2 separate regions of the Mus musculus genome follow, and region 1 is linked to region 2. The links are chromatin contacts, called in public HiChIP or PLAC-seq maps. All regions are on one chromosome and are shown on one strand. The core of a region is the stretch at or near the end of the contact, and the rest is flanking DNA. Distances in the headings are between cores, read along the strand shown. Region 1 has its middle 30 kb from the start of Gm32847. Region 2 holds the start of 1700007F19Rik (RIKEN cDNA 1700007F19 gene).

Region 1 (7,172 bases), core at 4,098-6,597, 170 kb before region 2:
CTTTTACTTTGAACCCTTAAAGAGATAGAATTACTTGCATCAGTTCCTACAGAATGGCAGCCAAGGCTTTTATTAAAAACACGGCCCTTCACATTTGCCCATATTTTCCTTCCTTCTAAAATGGGAGAATCTCAAGTGTAAAAGAAATACGAGCATACAATATTGTCCCTTTCATCCTTGCTCAATGCTCCAACCTGCCCGCCCCCATCTTATTTTTCTTTATTACACTTTAAGGCTCAGCAGCTGAACTGGCGAGAGGACTCTGGCAAGGCCCCCTCACATTGTATCACTTATTAATTCTCAGAATAATAAGTGAGAAGCTTGCTCTCATTGGCACCGAGGCTGGCAAAACACTTTTGTCCTTAGGGAATATATTAAAAAGACTTGATTTCCAATAAAACTCAGAATTCTAGGAGGTTGTGCTCCTCCATGCAAATTCTTTAATTTTTTTTAAGAACAAAAGATAAAGAGTGTCGCTGCCTCCTTGTTGAAAAATAATCTTTAAAATAGTTCTGGAGCCTGGGCCTGCAGTTTGTTAATAAAGTGGCCAGCATGTGCGAAGGCAAAAGGCGGATCCCTGGCAGTTCAAAACACAATGAGAAAAACAACAAAAACAAATACAAATTTTAGTATGCCCCCTCAGATGCATTCTGTGTATGTTAGAACATTGTCTAGAAGAGTGATCCTCTGCAATACCAATGAAAAATAATTTGATGATAAGATATGACTTAAGTAAATGTCATATGATCTGTATTTCTTTCCCCACCCACTCCTTCTCCTCTCCCCTCCCCCTTCTTTTTAAATTGCCAGCCTCTTTTGTTCACTAAAACCTGTCTGTGCCACGGAAGAGACCATACAGCAAAAACGGGAGAACAGGGTTTGTGATGTCAGGCTAAGGAAGCAAGGTGGAAAATAACGTGAATTCGTATCTTGTTTTAAACACTAAATGAAAACATATCCAAACCAGGGGGTTAATTAGCCTAGAACTGCCATAGTTTTTATTTTTCCTGTTCTCCTTCTTTCTGTGATTTGGGGAAATTACTTTCCTAGCACTGATAACAAACAGAAGAGCCAACCACAGTTCCTTTTATTTTTAGTAGGTCTGATTTATCTTGGAGTACTCTTTACTTTTCGTAGACCTCCAGCTTCTAAAACTATATATAGATAAACTCAGAACAGTTTACCAGAAGCTGTGCTTGTGTCGGATAAAACGTCTGTCCTAAAATTAAAATATACTGGAGCAACATTGGAGATAAACATTTTTTTTTTTTTAAACCTGACGAATAATGAGCTCAGTAATTCAGATATGAGCAGGCCTGACTTTGGGGGAAATGTGACCTAATAGCATATGATGAAATCTCAGATCCTCAGAGCACGCTTCAGCTCCGCTAACCTCACCAAAAACAGCAGTTAGTCCAGGTAAGACGAGGTGGGATGAATCAGGGCCAAGCCCAGGATCCTGTCAGACCAGCTTGTGTTCCTTTCCTCTCAGGCATCGTCCTCCAGCCAAGAAGGTTCATCTTTCCAGTGTATTTTAATACCCTTTGGGAACATAGCCAAAGTCCAGGGCTTTGACACCTTATTTTATCCAGAGATGGAGAAACACCTGGCTCAGGGGATGGGGCGCGGGGGTGGAGTGGGGCGTGGGGAGGGAGGGCTAAGTTATCAAACAAACACAGTGCCTTGTAGCAGCAGCAAATTAAATGTCAGCTCTCAGAGAGCCCCTTTGAAGTTGTGCAGAAGTCTAACTGCTGGAGTGCAGTAACTCTTCGCAAAAGTGTTACTAAAGAAACGAAAGAGCTGGTGAGTCGCCGTCTATTTTTGCACCAAGGGAGAAAGCAAATGAAGAGACATTTATGGGTATGTATTGAACATAGATGGTCCAGATGAGAAGCTGGGGAATTCCTTTTTTCTTTAGTATTATGGATGATAGTTTAAAGTATCAGTTTTGCCAACAAAGGTGGTGCACGCCTATAATTGCAGCACTTGGGAAGCTGAGACAGAAGGATTGTTACTTATTTGAAGTCAGCTTGAACTTCAAAGTAAGAGTGCCTTAAAAATAAAATAAATAAATAAATCTCATTTCAAACAGGAAATTAACTAATAAGATGCCGAGTGGTAAGCTATTAGAGAACCTGGGGATTTACCGATGCCAAAATCACTTCTTTTCCTGGGGACTCCGAAGTTAGATCCACTGCAAAACACTGGGTGGGATGTGAAGGCTGGATCAGGAATCCCAGGGAGGAAATCTCCTCCTAGCCTGCCTATTTCCCTCAAACTTTAATGGCTCTTTCGCTCTCTCTGTCTAATTGTCTTGGTCTTTGACTCTCTGTCTTTCTCTCTCTGCCTCACTCACCCCTTGTCCCCCCCCCCAGCCCCCTCCTCTCTTTCTTACTCTCTCTCTCCCTCACCCCTTCCTGCCTCCCTCCCTCTTTACCTCTCTCTCCAATACCTCTTTCTCTCTCTGTCTCCCTCCCTTCCTCCCTCCTGTTGGTCTTCCCTTTCTTCTCTCCCTCCCTCTAGCCCTCCCCATCCCCCCTTTTCATTCACTTGGCAAATGCTTCCTTCATAATCTTCCATCTGTGCCTGACACTCTGAGTGGTCCTGGGGATTCCACAAGGATGGATGAAGAGGATAGATAGCTCCTGACTGACTTCCTGTCCCTGTCTCTGGAGGAGCAGCTCCCTGGGAAGTGACATGCTGCCACATACCACTCATTTTTATAAAGCCACACTTATCTCTGATGTTTTATCTGGATTTCTTTTCAGTTCGGTCAATTTAGTCACTAAACGAAAACTCCAAGTGGACAAAACGGGAACATTCCGTTGATCCTCTTTTCTTTTTTGTTTTGTATGTTTTGTTTTGTTTTGTTCGAGACAGGGTTTCTCTGTATAGCCCTGGCTGTCCTGGAACTCACTTTATAGACCAGGCTGGCCTCGAACTCAGAAATCCACCTGCCTTTGCCTCCCGAGTGCTGGGATTAAAGGCGTGCGCCACCACACCCGGCTTGATCCTTTTTTCTAAGTCTTGGGGGAGAAGGATGGTATTTTAAAAATCAATTTAGGATCTAGCTAGTAGGGGAGAAAATCACAAAGGGATTTTATTTTTGACCATAAAAACACCAATTGATGAGTTCCCCCATCAATAACCTTTTGTTTTATCTCCATATTACTTTCTGAAGAGAAAAAAAAACAAACAACAAAAACAGAAACCAAAAACTGCTACAATTTTGCAAGAAATGAAAACAACATTTTTAAAAGTTACACTCTAGGGACCTGTAGACAGCTTAGCAGGTAAGAGTATAGCCCATCACACACAAATCCTGGCCTATCCCCCATTTTATACACCCTGGTTGTGGTAACATCAGCCTGTAATCTCAGTACTTTGGAGGTAGAGGCAGGAGACTCAGAAATTCTTTTAATCCCAAAGATGGAAGGAGAAAGACCACTGTAGTGGCTATTCCTGGTTGTCAACTTGACTATATCTAGAATGAACTACAATCCAGAATTGGAAGGCTCACCAGTAACCCTAATCTGGAGGCTGGGAGATAGAAGTTTCTGACCTGGAGTGTATGGAGATCTTGAGACATAGTGGCTATGGATTCCAGAAGATTAAGACAGGGAGATCTCCAAATTCAAGGTCAACTGGGATTAAAGGTGTGGTGGCATACACCTTTAATCTGGGCTACACCTTCTGCTGGAGACCATATAAGGACATTGAAAGAAGGGAGTCTCTCTTTCTCTCTCTTTCTCCTTCTCTCCTTCGCCTGCTTGCCCTGTGGGACTGAGCAAGCCAGTGGGGGCAAGCCAGTAAAGAACATCCCTCCATTGCTTCTGCATCAGCTCCTGCTTCCTGACCTGCTTGAGTTCCAGTCCTGACTTCCTTGGTGGTGAACAGCAGTGTGGAAATGTAAGCCGAATAAACCCTTTCCTCCCCAACTTGCTTCTTGGTCATGATGTTTGCTCAGGAATAGAAACCCTGACTAAGACAACCACCAATCCAAATCATGCCCAAGTTAATTAAAGCAAGCCTTTTGTTTGTTTTGGGTTTGGTTTTAGAGAAATTCACTTTGTAGACCAGGCTGGCCTCCAACTCACAGAGATCTGCCTACCTCTGCCTCCTGAGTGCTGGGATTAAAGGTGTGCACCACCACATCTGGCTAAAGCAAACTTTTTTATTCCTGGATACATGCAACCTCTCCTAAGGCAGGGTTTGAGAGGTCAGCATTGATGTGAGGAAGACAAGGGTTTATAGCTCAGGGTAGGGGGTTCCCAAGTCAGGGATTCAGCAGAGAAGCTAGGCAGTAGCAGAACATAAACATAAACAAGGTAGGCTTTTTTTTTTTTTTTTTTTTTTGGTTTTTCAAGACAGGGTTTCTCTATGTAGCCCTGGCTGTCCTGGAACTCACTTTGTAGACCAGGCTGGCCTCAAACTCAGAAATCCACCTGCCTCTGCCTCCCAAATGCTGGGATTAAAGGTGCGTGTCACCACTGCCAGGCAACAAGGTAGTCTTAATGACCTCCTGAAAGAAAGAACTGCAAGGTGGTCTTAACAACAGGAAGTCATAACAAGGTAGCCCTAACAACCTCTTTGGAACAAAGTTAAGGAAACAGGTGGGGCTTGGGGCATAGGCCAATCCTTGAGAAACAGATTTAATCATAAACAGCAATGAACCTAGTTTGTTTTTACTATAGAGATTGCTTTTAAGCCTAAAATGGAGGCAGGCTGGTTCTTCAGTTCAAGTTCATTCTTTGCTACTCACACAAGGTCCTGGCCAGTCTGGGAACTTGTCTCAGAAATATAAAGAGGGCCAAAGAGAAAGGTTTGGGAGCTTACCAGATCACAAGTTATAAGGGTAATATGTGGCTTCTTTGTTGTTAATATTATTTCACTTGTCATGAAAGCCTGGTGACAGAGAACTCAAATAAAATAGAAATAATAGTAACAACAAGGAAGGCCCACATTACTCTTAAGACTTCTGATCTAGTAAGCTTCCAAAAGAGCAGTTTCTGATCAGTCAGTCAGAATAACAAAAATAGGATTTAAATACTTAAGTTCCTTAATAGGCTTGAACATTTGACTGACAATCACACATTTCTTGCCTTTTGGAAAGCAATGAACTTCTTAAGGATCCCATGATATTGGAAATGGATTTTAAAGGCCCTAAATGATCCTTGTGCCTGGTTGGGTCATGTGACAAAATAACTAGATCATAAAAGTCTCTCTCTCTCCCTCTCTCCCTTTCTCTCTTACTCTATCACTTTCTTCTAGTGGAAGCTAGCCTCTGTATTGTGAGGCTGTCACATGAAAAGGCCCATGTGACTCAGAACTGAGGCCTCCTGCCAACAGCTACTTGATCTTGGAAGCAGCTCCTCCAGCCCTGAATAGTCTCCAGAAGCTGCAGTCCCAGCCTCCCAGCCTCCCAGCCAGGAGCTGGACTGGAGCCTCATGACAAGCAGAACCTGAACCACTCAGCTAAGGCACGCCCAGATTCCTAACCTATAGAAGCAGAGGGAAATAACGTAGTTATTGAATTAAGTTGCAAAGTTTTGAAATAATTTGTGATGCAATGACAGATAACCACTAAGGGCCTCACTGGAATTAGGACCCACTGAGTCTGTGATTTTCAAATCACACTGGTTATATCTACTATTTGGAATAAATACACTTTCTGGGGGTGGAGAGCTGGAAAATTTAAATCTTTTCAGTCATTGTACATAACACGAACGCATACATATCTCATTTATACACATCTCTATATATAGAAAGTTAATGTAGTTTTTCTTAATGATTTTTAAAGAAAAAATTAAGATTATTTATTTAATGTGTGTGTATTTAACTATATGTATATGTCCCAGATGCACGCAGGAGCCCACAGAGGCCAGAAGAGGGTATTGGGTCCCTTGGAACTGGAGTTATAGACCGTTGTAAGCTGACATGTGGGAATTAGGAATTGAACCATGTCCCTTCTATAAGAGCAGTAAGTGTTCTTAACCCCCAAGCCACTCTCCAACACCATTAAATCAAAGTTTTAAGTTATAATACAGAAGCACGGGCTTCATAATACCATCTCCACACATTGTATTATGAGCGCTCTTAACCACTGAGCCACCTCTCCAGCCCCATTTTCTTTATTCTTTACGCATTCATCTGATGACCAGCCTGAGCTAGTCTGACTTTCTAGCTACGGTGACCAGCACAGTCATAAACATTCAGGTGCAAATACTTCTGCCGTGTGTCCTTTGGGTATATCTCTAAAAGTGTTGCAGCTGGGTCGTATGGCAGTTCTGTTTTCAACTTTTTGAGGAACCTCCATACTGATTTCCATAATGGCTGTACCAGTTCACTTTTCTCTTTCTCCTCCTTCTTTCTTTCTATCTATCTATCTATCTATCTATCTATCTATCTATCTATCTATCTATCTATCTATCATCTATCTATCATCTATCTATCTATCTATCTATCTATCTATCTATCTATCTATCTATCTATCTATCTATCTGTGTGTGTGACTGTTCTGCCTGCATTTACATATGCATACCACATGCCGGTGTAGTGTCCGCGGAGGTCAAAAGAAGGCATCAGATATCCTGAAATTGGAGATTGTTGTGAGCCACTATGTAGGTGCTAGAAACAACCCAGGTCCTCTACAAGTGAGTAAATGTTCTCTCCAGCCCTGCCAGTTCACATTCTTGAATATATAGAGGGCCCATAAAAGTGTCTGACATTGGAGCCAGATTCGGACAAGGGCTGATTAGTGTCTGGTATGCTATATCTGTGGAAGATGATTTGTTCAGAAGAGATGTTGTGTCCTGTTCATATTCTGATTTTTCTATAATGTTTGCGATGACCCACCCAATGAGTTCTCTGCACTCCTATTATACCTGCAAACTTCGTAAGTTCCGGTGCATTTGTAAACAGCCTTCTGCTCATCTGCTAGTAAGTGTGAGGAGGCTGCAAGGTGAGAAGTGTCAGCTGTTGGTCATGTTGTACTTTGACAGAAGTGGCATAATTGCTTGGTTTGGGCTGTTTACTTTGCTCCATCCCCAGGACACACATTGTTCTCTGTACATGGCCATTGTACATGAGAGGTCTTTTAATGTCACTTTGTTTGCAGAATTTTATATTCTGCTTTTGTTTGGTTTTGGTGCTAGGGAGTAGAGCTAGAGCCT
Region 2 (7,239 bases), core at 3,154-5,653:
CATATCAATTAAGTAAAGCAGAGTGTTGACTGTTTAAGCTGCAGCCAGATATAGTGAGTGACCAAGCCTTGTAACCCCAGCACTGGGGAGGCTGAGGGAGGACAATTATTGTGAGTTCAAGGCCAGCATAGGTTATATGTTGTCTTAGTCAAAGTTCTGTTGCTGTGAAAAGACACCATGACCATGGCAACTCTCATAATGGAAAGCACTCACTTGGAGTTGGCTTATGTTTAGAGGTTTAGTCTGTTGTCATCACAGTGGGGTGGATGGTGGCATGCAGGCAGACATGGTGCTGGAGAAGGAGCCCAGAGTTCTACATCTTGATTGGCCGGCAGCAGGAAGAGAGAGACAATGGGCTTGCCTTGAGTATCTGAAACCTCAAAGTGCATCCCCATTGACACAGGTCCTCTAAAAAGCCACACCCACTCCAACAAGGCCACACCTCCTAGTACTCCCACTCCCTGAGGACCAAACATTCAACTCTGTGCGTCTATGGGGGCCATTTTTATTCAAACCACCACAATAGTGAAACCCTATCTCAAAATCCAAAACTAAACCACAAAGTTGAATTTAAGTGCTAGGAACATAGCTGATTTTTTTAAGTCTTTTTTTTTCCTTTAAACTTATTGCACAGGAAAATATCTAATTTGCTTCAATGTTTTAAATTCTGTAAAATTTACCTGCTCTTATTTGTTAATAATGTCCCCAAATGAACCAACTTCCTGAATTTTTTCCAAAGAAACTTCACGATGTGCATGCCCCTATTTTGCATTTGATTCGTGAGTTCCTGACCAGTGGAAGATAAGCACCATAATTGGGTGCATGAGGAATACCACCACATTCTCTGTCCCTCCCTCCCCATGGAGGCAGGAGTCACTTACAGATCACAATGCCCTTGTCCCTGACTTCAGTGTTAGCCCTCCAGGCCACCACCAGGAGCCCACAGTAACCCCCTGTTTCCCTTGATGGAGCAGCCATCACCTCTTTCTTGGTGTCTGGCTTCTAGCTGCTTGTACCTTGCTTTTCTTTCTCACGCTGCTTGAGGAAAGGAAATCTGGGAATAAAAAAAAAAAAAACTACTCAAAGTGAAAACTACATCCCTGAATGGTTTCTCAAACATAAAGGCTGAGAAATTACAACTATTAAGTTGACATTGTCAGAAGTTTTTAGTGAGCAGGCCTGCAGGGGTTGGAATGGAACTAGAACCTGTGTTTTTCCCTGATGCTTGTCGGACTCTGGGCTTTATCAGACAGGATGAAGACAATGTTCCTGGGGTTTGACACTTGTAAAAACACCCCTCCATCATCCTGGCTATGCCTGGCAGCCTGCCAAGGCAGGAACAAGGCCAGATTTAGCAGGTCCTTCAGCACCATGACCGTGGTTGACATGATCAACTGATGTAGAACAGGGAACCCTTCCCCTAACCCTCACCACACACCCCCTCCCCCATAAATGCTGCCTCCCAAAGCCCAAAGCCTGGAGTAACTCATGCTCTTGATCCTGTCTGTGGTGGCTTGTCAGCAGTTGCCAGTCACTTGTGTATGGCTACAAAGCAGCTTTGCAGGCCTCCTGACTTGGATGCTGTTCTCACACACAATTCTCAAGCCTTAATCGTTTTCCTGGGCTTAGTCTTTTGTCTGTTTTGCTCTGAATCTCAATGGCATTCTTAGTTCTCATGTTTTAAACACTTGATTCCCCAGTTTGTGGGGGCTGCTTTGAAGGCTGTAGACTCCTGAGGAGATGCTAGACTAGATGGGCCACCAGGGGCAGGCCCGTGAAATTTATATCCTCTTGTGGCTCTAGTCCTGAACTCTGCTTCCTGGACAATGGTCAGGTGAAGAGCTGCCCGTGCATTCCCCTTGTAGTGATGGATTCAAGTCTCTCTTTAACGATGAATCAAAGTAAAATTTCTTCTCTTGACTTGTCCCGTGACCTGAGGCAGCAATGGATAAGTAGTTAATACGCTGTCCTCAGTACTGAGCTTAAGAAGATGTCAACTATTCTGGGCATTATGGGCCACCAACTGTCTTAGCTTTTTGAACACTCAAATAAGCACCCAAGTAAGCTGGTTTCTAAGATCACATAACAAGGCATAGTTGAAGAAACCTTTTGGAAGAGGGAAAAGGCCGAGTTTTCTGCCTCTCAAAATGTAGTCTTAGGTGTATACTAAAGAGGCCGGAGTCAGGCAGGACAGGCCCTGGTGCTGAGCCGCCCTCTAAGGATGAGCCCAGTTTGCTGCATTCATGCCTCACTGCACCCAGGGACCTGCTTTTTGTCAGATGCCCTGTGACTAAAGGTTTGCAAAACTCAGCTGCTCAGGCTATAGAGCTGGGGGCCTCCCCTGCCTGCTATGTATTTACAAGCGATATGAATATACTTTCATGAAAAGATCAACACACAGATTAAATGCGACACCCTGCTCTGTGAGCGGTAGTCTGGATCTCTGCCACAGTGGCCCACGTAATCTCCCCTTTTAACTCTTTCTGAGGACCCAGTGTGGGCTCCCCAGGTCTTGTTCGGCCCTTCTCCACTGGCTATGTTTGCTTTGCTTCCAGGGTTTGGTTACTCTACAAATTGCTGGAATAAACACGTGTTTTAGCTGACGTATGTGACAATTTCTCCATGGTAGATAACTGGAACGAGAACAATTGGATTTACAGAGATTTTGAAAATGTATACCGCTGGATTGTCCGGTGTGGTAGCACCAGTGGTAACAACCATGCTCCCACGGATATTCTGCTGTTGAATGGGTGATTTTACGCGTGTTGGGGCATGTAGACTTTTCTCGTTGCTTCTCTTTACCCTATGTTCATGTTTCAGTTATGTTGCCTTTTCTCTAACAGTTTGCAGACTTTTTTTAAAAAATGACGCTAAAAATGGTGGTACCTATAAAATTCTAGTGCTCAGAAGACTGACGTAGATTGGGCCACACAGGGAGCCAGCTTGGATTATACAGTAAGACTCTACCTCAAGTGGAAAAAAAAATGGTCTTAATAACACATGTATTCATCACTTAGCTTCAGTATTATTGAGTCCTGGACAGTACAGACTCCCATCCACTTGTATCTCATACAACTATTATTTTGAAGAAAATTCCCATGTACCATTCACACATAAACATAAAAAGAATTTTTATAATATCAACAAATATTTCCTTCATTAACTCTTATTTTTTTTAAAAAAGATAATTAATATTATCAAATATCCAGACAGTTAAATTCATTTGCCTCCATTTTTTTTTTACCAGAATCAGTGTGCAATGGAGTCTTTAATTCTAATTGGATAAAAAGCCATAGACAGACGAATGATGGGTAGATAGATGAATAGATGGATGGACAGACAGACAGATGGCAGGCAGATTCTCTCCTCTGTCACACTGGAGAATTCTGATTGTTCTTCTCATGAGGTTTTCTTGAGCCTTGATCTGGTGGCTGTATCTGATGGTGTCATTTAACGCGTTCCTTTCCTCTCAAACGTTTGGTCAGATCCAAGGCTGGACAAGAATCAGGCTTGATATTTTGTCCAGAACACTTGAACTGCTATGTTTTAGACCTCCAGCAAGGCCACATGATTTTCCTGTCTCTCCATGACGTTACCACGCACCCCCCACCCATGTCATTGGGCCTACTTTGGGAAACAGAAAATTATATAGTAATTTAAAATAACGGAAGTTTAATATACAGAATTATTAAAATAATAGCTGTGGAGGTGTAAAGTTGCTTCTGAAGGGCACCCTATATCTGAGGGAGAATAGCAAAGAAAAACAACCCTGAAATAGGGGCTCTCCCTAAGGCCGGACTTTTGACATTGTTGAAGGCAAAAGCTTGAGTGAGGCACAATAGCCAGTAGCTGGGGACACTAGGCTATCTGGTAGGTGCATGTTCATACTTGCCATGCAAGAAGGGAAGGATGCAAAAGGTACAGGCGAGCTGAGGCTATGGCTGTTTACCTACCATACACAAATAGGAAGTGTAAGGACTCGTGTGAAGCATTCACACTTGGAGGGCTTTAAGAAACAAAGTCCTGCTGCCTTGTCAGCCAGCTGTAGATGGAAAGTGGTCAGGAGGTCTGTGTAAAACTGGTACGTTACAAGGGTGAAGGCAAGGGGTCTCTGAGTCCAGGCAGAGGATCCGGGAGAAGGACTGTACACTGTAGCGATCTTGATGGCACATGGCCTGGCTGATGAGCCTACATGTGCACTGCTGGAGGTCAGACACCAGGAGTAAAACCAAGTGAAAAGCCCCTTGTTCCTGTAGTGTCTCTTTAGCGCCCTCTACTGATGAAGCGTCAAATCATGCGCGTTGGGAAGGAGAAGTGTTTCGAATTCCTTCAATGAATGACCCCAGAGCACTGAAACGGTGGACTTAGGGTTTAAAGGCAGTAAATTAGTAACTGATATAACGGTCACTGTTAACTTTCATTGTTTCTTTGGAGGCTGCAAAACGGTGGTAATTTGGTTTTATTGATCTCCCTGTATTTGCTGGATGCTTGTACGGGGAGAACTTTCCCACGTCCTCTTGAGTACCCCAGGCACCGTGTATACAAGCACCAGGCTCCTTCCCTGTTGCCAGTTGTTTTTGTTTGTTTGGGTTTTTTGTTTTGTTTTTTTGTTTGTCTGTTTGTTTGTTTTTTAACATGTCTTCTTTCTCCATCCAGGCCTAGATTCGTGTAAAAGCTATTTTCTACCGACCACATCTTTCTGGGTGAGTCTTGGTTCTGCCCACAAAGCCCCTTAACGGGGTGTATGGAGATAGAGCTGTTTGCTCCCACCTCATGTCACCCTCACCTAATGAACCTAATGAAATGGGTATCCGCTCAGGGAAAGGAAAGACGACTTCCAAGTCTCCCAGCTGGTGATGGGAGGAAATGGGGTTAGAAGACAGGCTGTTTGACTCTGAGCTGAGTCTGGGAAGACCTTATATTCAGCTTGTTTCTCCTGGGATAACTTCAAGCTCGGGTCTCCTGGGTCTTCATCTCTTCTCTATTTGCTTTTGAATTTCAAGGTCATGGCTCTTAGCATCATTGTTGAGAACTCCCAGTTTCTCTCCCAGGTTGGTCACACACTCCAGTGGGGTGGGATCTTTATGGAGGGGCCGGTGCACGCTGATTAACTTCTGCTTTTTGTCTTGTCTCACATGGGTGGGCAGGTGCTTCTGCCCTCTCCAGGTTTTTGTCCCTTCCTCTGTCTCCTCCTCCACACAGAAGAGAATGGGAACTTCTCAGGGGATGGTGAGAGAGAAACAGTAACTGCTGACCCTGGTAGTGACTTGAAGACGGACTGATTCTCCTCCCTGCTCCATTTCCAGAAGCCATGATCCAGCTGTGAAGGCCCAGTCACTCCAACTACGTGGGCCGCTGAAAATCCAGTTTCAACCTGCTTCTCTTTCCCTCTCTTCTCCAGTTCAACCCCATCCTTCAAAAACTCACCTAATTCCTCTGGGAATTAGTCTCTTCCCCCAGGGTCACCAATTCTGCTTGCTAATCTCCTGCACCCCTCTGATCCCCTTCTTGCTTTCCTTCCTCCTACCCAGGCTTTCCTGGCAAAGGCCAACAAAATAACAAAGACTAGGGAATAAGTAAACAGCAGCCTCCCCTCGCTTGGGAGTCCCTGGAAGCGCTTCCTTCATTCACACCGATGAGCCTCGGGATTTCAAAGTGCCTGGCACTGCTTCAAGGCCAGTTACAGCGGCCACGGAGTCATTGTATTGAGATGAAGGTGGATCCAGGCGGTTTCTATTTTTAGGTTCGATTGTTTCTGGAAAAGGTTGCACATCACATAATAGGAAATCCCAAGAGTGTGAAGACTGTTTCCTGCCAGTGGAAGCCTTGTTGTGGTTGGCTGTTCTGACCATAGAGACACTGAGGTAAGCGGACAAGGGTGGAGGGTAAGGTCCGGCTGTGCTGGGGACAGACAGGAAGGTGAAGTATGGAGTCAGGGAAAGTGAGATTGCAATTGTCAGGAGATGTAGAGCTGTGAGAGAAAGCAGAGCAGTTGTAAGAGGATGAAACCGTCACGTCTTCCTCAGAGTCTGCCAGGGCGGGGTCAGCTAGCACAAATTATTGTCAACTGGGTCTGTGCTATTTGTCACTAAAAATTATCCTGCGTAACTGAGTATGTAAATGATTATGCTGGAAGCTGATAATGATAACTGGAAGCTGATAATGACATCAGCCCACAGATGTCAAGATGTAGGTAATAAATATCCTTTCCTCATTACAGAATTCCGGGAATGAGGGCCAGGGATATAGGCCCTGGTATTGGACTTGTCAGAATGTGTGAAGCGCTGGGCTCCACCTTCCACATCCCATGAGCCACGTGTGTGGCCTCTCAGGCAGGCATCATTCAAAGGTCCCTGCAGGTGGGATGCATTGGCTTCTTTTTCTGTCTTGCTCGGTTTTGTGACATTGACTCCCACCTTACCTCTGGTTCAGAGCCACCACTTGGCCTTTGGTGTTACAGAACAGTACCATACGTTGGCAATAAACCAGGATCCATCACACCATCCCCTGCAGATAGTATTGTCCTAGGAACACAACCGTGGCTCAGTTTTCTGGCAAATCTCCGTCCTCCCTGAGGACTACTTCTCTTTCTGAGCTCTACTGACATGTGGCCATAATCACTGGAAAGGAGCCAATTTCCAGCATATTGAACATTCCCTAGGAAGTAGGTATTTGTTTTAGGGGACAGGACACTTATGTTACTAGAGGTTTGTAGGTGTCTACAGGACCAACATACTTTAGAGTACCATCTTGGGTTCCTATCCTGTGCCTCAGGTTCCACTCTTTATCAGAACTTTTATATCCCCACAATAGGAGTATCAGGGTGTAAACTCAACTGCCTTTATTACTCTGGCTGTGGACTGGATTTTCTTCACAACCTTGTTTCTGGCTGCAGGAGATGACAGAGGTTAAATTCTGCGGCAGAAACCTGCCACCTCTGGCCTTGTCCTCTTAGTCTCAGTCGGTTTGGGAGTTTTTGTTGCAATTAGCATCTGCTATTTTGTTTTGTTTTTTTTGTTTGTTTGTTTTTTGCCACTCCCCTCTGGAGTGCCAGAGATGTGTAAGCCAGTACATCTCCTTCTAGGGGATTCTGCCTCAATCGATGTTCCATTCCTACAGTAAGGAATCCATCTGGTTCCAGAATCCCTCTCCATTTGTGTCTGTTTTTTTTGGAGTGCTTCTAGTACTAGCTGTCTTAGGTTGGGCTTTTCTGGAACTGGGGTCCTAAACAAGGATTTG

The links. HiChIP or PLAC-seq counts read pairs in DNA pulled down with a chosen protein or histone mark.
Region 1: a contact with region 2 is called in a CTCF HiChIP or PLAC-seq map of the NIH/3T3 cell line, with 10 read pairs. The contact joins the enhancer-like site here to the promoter of 1700007F19Rik in region 2. A contact is called at or near these places in 1 of 15 datasets of contacts at CTCF or cohesin (the NIH/3T3 cell line), 15 of 484 Hi-C or Micro-C datasets (the C2C12 cell line, the HL-1 cell line, MC3T3-E1-derived osteoblasts and 8 more), 3 of 115 datasets of contacts at active chromatin or transcription factors (astrocytes, cardiomyocytes and neural progenitor cells) and 1 of 9 other capture datasets (embryonic stem cells).

The regions. Positions count from the first base shown.
Region 1 is chr3:58,328,581-58,335,752 of GRCm38.p6, reverse strand. No RefSeq gene overlaps it. Among named protein-coding and RNA genes, the nearest start is that of Gm32847, 30 kb to the right of the region's middle. Within about 2 kb of position 5,347, at least 63 of the 459 cell types and tissues checked have an H3K27ac peak or open chromatin away from gene starts, as enhancers often do. A contact at or near this core is called in the C2C12 cell line, the NIH/3T3 cell line, astrocytes and 1 more, where this site is marked.
Region 2 is chr3:58,160,971-58,168,209 of GRCm38.p6, reverse strand. It overlaps 1700007F19Rik (RIKEN cDNA 1700007F19 gene), which reads left to right and starts at 4,403. Exons shown (of 6, transcript NR_040538.1): 1 at 4,403-4,448; 2 at 4,657-4,703; 3 at 5,744-5,864. Gm40056 (a long non-coding RNA gene) reads right to left here. Exons shown (of 6, transcript XR_003954487.1): 5 at 3,954-5,971; 6 at 1,148-1,933.